2 separate regions of the Bicyclus anynana genome follow, and region 1 is linked to region 2. Evidence: chromatin contacts called from public Hi-C data. All regions are on one chromosome and are shown on one strand. The core of a region is the stretch at or near the end of the contact, and the rest is flanking DNA. Distances in the headings are between cores, read along the strand shown.

Region 1 (2,700 bases), core at 113-2,612, 53 kb before region 2:
CGCGAACCAACTCCAGGGAAATTTGTAATCACTGTCGATTTCGAGCGGCCGCGGTCGTTGCGTTCGAAACTAAGGGCAATCAGTTCGTAATTACGCTGCACTTTGTTATAATAACATGCACCCATTAACTGCAACGCACTGCAGTCTAGACCCCTGGCGAGCTGCACATGGAGGAGACATTCAACCAGTGAAGTGCACATCGTAAACGCTAAAGAGACAGACAGACATGCTGTCTTTAGGAAAGGATATTGTTTGTAACTTTTAAATTTGAATAAATTTATTTTCTTTCTTTCTTTATTTCAAAAACGCACTGCCTAACATTAACTATAAATTCATATTAAAGAATAAATTTTCCAGTGCGTATAATTTCTATTTTTAATGCCACCACTGCCAACCGTATAGTCCTAACCTATTCCTCTGCAGCAAGCTAAAATTAACAGCTTAAAAAAAAACATTTTTTTTATACTAAGTAAGGTAGGTATTAGAACCGCTTCTAAAGTATTTCTACCCTTCTACCTCCAACCCAATTATGTAAAAAGTATGTAAGTAAATGGTAGCAAGTTAGCCGGGTCATTTATATGTATATGGTGATATTGGTATATTTCAAATAGATGCAAATAAGCAAGAATCGTCAATGAGTCACGTTTTGGACCCAGTAGGGCCTAGCAACATGCACGTTAAGGTAAACATTTCGACAGCATCTATTGCACACTCCGTATGGTAATTCCTATGAACCGTCGAACGGACTAACTATTCAGAGAGCTGGTGAACATTTTTGGGTAAGTATTTGAGGCGAACTACAAACTTGTCCTATACCTGCCCTGTATCTTTCCTATACTACCCTATCACACAACTGGAGACCTGACTGAGGAGCAGTGAGGATTTCTTTTTGCAAAACACAGCCTTCAGTAAATTTGTAACACTGCCTCCTTATTTGTAAGGAAATAAGACTTTAGGGTTTATTTGCAAAATAGTTTTTCAAGCGTCTGCCAAAGTCAAAGACCCCGATTAGTTTACAGCTTGCCTCAAATAATCATCATTCTCAGTCGATGTACGCCCACTGCTGGACTAGGCCTTTTATATGGGCTTCTTATCAACCAAGGCCTCGAGCATCCAGCGGATTCTCGTTGATATCGGAAGTCGTCGGTCCATCTAGCGGGAAATAGACAAACACTGCGCTTTGCGACGCGTGGTCGTCATTCCAGCACTATGGCCTATGGGACCTCAACGTCCATCGGCTTTTCTAAAGTTCTCTATCCTTAAGTAGGTACCCAAAATGGTCGACTAGCTCTTGGTCTATACGGACTACGGATCGAGTCGGTCAGTGAGCGACTGTGTGCGCGGTATATTAGCGCGCGATTGTGTCAACGCGCCGAGCACGCACCGGCCCGACCGACGTGTTTGTTCACTTCGTTAAGGCTGCATTCACATTGACGCAGAAACGAAGCGTAGCGAAGCCATTTTTTTTCACTAGCATGATTATTAGCTTATTTTAAGGATGAGGCCTAACCTTATAGGAGAGGGGATTTGGAGCATCTATGCTGTAGTAGATACGCTATAAAGCTATCGGGTTGGCGCAGCCTCAAGGTGATAATGTTCGACTCTGTAACGATCACTATCAGATGTTAAAAATGCATACAGTACTTTTTGAAGCATAGCGTATATGATACCATACAACTTTACAACTCCGGGCTGTTATTAAACTTCCTACTTAATATTATAAACGCGAGAGTTTGTATTGTAGGCCAATTTTCATGCCGGAAACTGAATTCCACGCGGACGAAGTCGTGGGCGTCCGCTAGTTCAGAATATTTCAAAAGTTACTCAATATTTCGAAGCCCAACCCAGGACTTGAACCCAGCCGATAGCCGATAGATATGATCCGAAGCCGCATAAGCGAACCATAGACCAACGAGGCAGTTACACGACACTACTTGCATCAATGTGAATGGAGCCTTAGTTTCAACGAAAGGTTGCAACAAAGTCCGAATGCCAAGTTTTCATCATGCGTTGCATGATTTTTACACCAAATTGCAACTGTCCGGTTTTATTTTCTTTTGGAAAATTTTAACACAACTTCGTCAAAAATTATCGTTTAAATATTTCATTTAAACGATTAAAAATTACATATTAGTATTATGTTTTAATAAAAATAAGCATTATTAATATGAGATAAAGTTTTTTACATTTTTCTGTTGCATGGCTTTTATTATCTACACCAGCATTAAATACTTCCTTAGTACATTAAGGTCTGTATAACCTTTAAGAGAAAAACCTACAACTTGCGTAATTATCTAGGAAAATACTACAGGTTACATATCTAGGTATCTAAACATTCACTTCCTACATATAATGTATTATGGACATAATATTTAAAAGGCTCATTGGGAGATTTGTAAAGAGCCGAGCCACTGAGGCCAACGACTCAAGCCGCGGCCGGATATTTACTGAGAGCTGGTTTTCGTTACAGGTTTTAAAGTATTCTTTTTTAGCGCCAAAATTATGTAAGCTTTTGTACTGGAGCGAAGATTAGATCACAGTGGTGCAACCGCTCGCCGGTCGGTGCAATCTTGCATAAAGATACTTTACATTGTTAATATGCGTCAGACGAGAGGCTGAAGCACGACGTAATCCCTCATGCAAACTTACTTGGTTCTTGCGTTGTTTACAATGTTTAATGCGTAAGGTATACTGTAAAAA
Region 2 (2,700 bases), core at 17-2,516:
GTCTTATTTAAATTGATTGATAACGATTTGTTTATTAAGTTTCTTAGAGAATAGTTATATTCATGTACTATAAACTTAAAAAACTTACAAATACAGCGGAATACCTAATGGATACAAGATAATTTAGTTGACGACGCGACGTACATATAATAAAAGATAACGAATTTATTTACGACTCTCAGTAATCATAGCAAATAAAGTGCTTGTTATTTCATAAACACAGTTTTCGTAAAAAAAACTTTTGTTAGTCACATACACACCAGGACATTGGGTTTTTGTTAATAATATTTTATCATATCTAACTAATACTTATTTCTGCAGGTTAACCAAACCCGTGGTGGTATTGTCGTATGCATTCAAAACTCTTAAACTTCTCGTAACCCGTCATATTATTTTAAATTTTATTTACATTTCTCATCTAAAATGCCTTCTGTTGAACCATAGCTGATCACAGACATCTATTACAGACTTTGAGTAATTTTTTTTCGAAACTTAGTCGCGGGTTTGAAAGTCAGGTAGGTAAATAAACTTTGCTTACCTTTAAGAACAGTTCACCAAAGTCGTACAGCGCAGACTGATGCATTATGGCAGTAGACATTATGTAAAACCAACTCGACACTAATTACGATCCAGGTTTTCGATGCTTCTTTTGCGTTTTTTATAGTTCAACTTAACAGATCCACTTAGCACGAATTTCGAGGTTAAACTCACAGTAATTTAGCAAGTTGGGACAAGTTCACGATGCTTTCAACGAGAATTTTTAGGGAACCTTTGAAAAAACAGATTGTGAAAAATGTTAGTGAATTTGATGATGCGTTTTTGTTTTTTACGGTCGGTGACCACAGATTGAGTCCGAACTAGTTGGCTGAGAGCAATATTTTTTTATTATGCCCTCCACGATTGAGCCAGTTTTATAATTTTTGAACACAAATTCGCAACCGTTGCGAAAATGTACAAAACAGTCCTTTGTTTCGAAATGTCTTCTTCACTTTTTTTCGCGTCTATACGGAAATTCACAAATACTGGTCAAAACTCTGCGCGAACTGCATCGAAGTAAACTTTAGACAATAAAAACTTTTTTATTTGTCCAACTTTATACTCCAAAACGTTTATAATTCTGGCTGCATAAATGTCGCAAAATAAAAAAATAAATCGAAGTGTCAACGTCCGCGCAAAACGCACCACACGTTCATTCCGTATCACGCTTGCTCGCGCACTGAGCGTGAGCCTGCAATTCGGTTCGCCCGAGTCGTGAACCGGCAGCGGGCGGGTGGATTTTGTTTTCAAATCAAACAGCACGATCACGTTTTGAAGCGAGATTCGTTTTCCGATCGGGTGCGTTCGTATGATGTCGGCTATATTCGTTCTGTATTGTTGACACCCGCTACAATAAAAATGATAAAACCCTTCGCGGTTCCTTCTCTCTTGAATTTAATAAATTGTATTTTTTCCAAGTTCTAACAGGTAGATAATTTGCTTATACCCAGTACCGATTTACTTTATTTGACAAAATAACAATGTTGCCTACTTTACCACAGACTACTCAGTACTAGACAAGAATATCCCAGATCTCAAAGACATTTTATAGGTACTATAGACATGTTACGTGCCTACAAAATTACCGCAAAAAGTGAGCCGAATTTAGCTACTCCACTGAGCGCAACCATGCACAATTTTGTGTTTAATTCTATTATAGGTATTACGTAGGTATATTTATGTATATACAGTTCATAAAGTTACGAAACCACAACTCGACATTGTATATGTATATTTAGAAGAAGAAGAAGAAGAAGAAGAAATACTTTATTGCACACAAAAATACAATTATAAATTGAAACATTAAAAACGTAAATTAAACTTAGCATGCAAAGGCGGCCTTATTACTATAAGTAATCTCTACCAGGCAACCCCTGACGAGAGAACAAAATTTTAGAGAGAATTTAGGTAATTTTTATTTCAATAACTTTCGTTGTTTACTATGCAACTCAATGAAATGCGGTCAATTAGCCGCTTTTGTTCGCCTCAGTTTTGACGCGCTAGTGACATACCTATCTCTATTATAAAATCTTTGCCAGATTTGCCATAGCTATACATCTACAGCTAATATCATAGACTTAGACCTAAAGTTTGTGGTTCTACTGAAAGGATTTTGAAAATTCTTTTACCACTAGAAAGCCACGTTATTTTTGAGTGTCATAAGCTTTTGGTATTTTATCCCCATTCCCCGTATTCTCACCAGAACGGGGCTAATATTTTAAGTATTATAAGTAGGTATGTAGGTAGGTACAAAATGTGTACAGTGTACCTATAACCTACACGTACTTACTTAATAAATTTATATTAATTAATTTTATAATACCTTTTATACTTGTACATTTATGTTTTCTGTGCCTGTTACAAAATAGTGCGTAGTTTGATAAGGTACAATTATATGATAATAACCCAGTACACGTTGTACCGGCTATTTCAAACCCTTTTAATGGAGAATTTTATACATTTTGGTGAGGAAGTGCTAAAAAATAAACGGCCAGAACGGTGAACAAACGCAAAAACTTGTAATTTTAGAGCTGGTTCGACCAATCGAGGTATCCACCGCCCGCGCTTGTTCAGAGAAAAGTACTATGGTCATGAACGGAGCGTTTTGGAGACTTATGCTTAGTTCGGACTACTTTAGTATTTTAGTCAAGTACGAACAATTTT

The links. A called contact is a pair of places that touch in the nucleus more often than the background predicts.
Region 1: a contact with region 2 is called in a Hi-C map of whole body, with 1.6 times the contacts expected there. The contact joins the enhancer-like site here to the promoter of LOC112051814 in region 2. A contact is called at or near these places in 2 of 2 Hi-C or Micro-C datasets (whole body and whole larva).

Annotation. Positions count from the first base shown.
Region 1 is chr16:8,152,778-8,155,477 of ilBicAnyn1.1, reverse strand. All of the region lies in intron 1 of LOC112051814 (protein TIS11), which reads right to left. Among protein-coding and RNA genes, the nearest start is that of LOC128198835, 10 kb to the right of the region's middle. Within about 2 kb of position 1,362, at least 8 of the 8 cell types and tissues checked have open chromatin away from gene starts, as enhancers often do.
Region 2 is chr16:8,099,641-8,102,340 of ilBicAnyn1.1, reverse strand. It overlaps LOC112051814 (protein TIS11), which reads right to left and starts at 1,266. Exons shown (of 2, transcript XM_024090610.2): 1 at 539-1,266. The coding sequence starts at 598.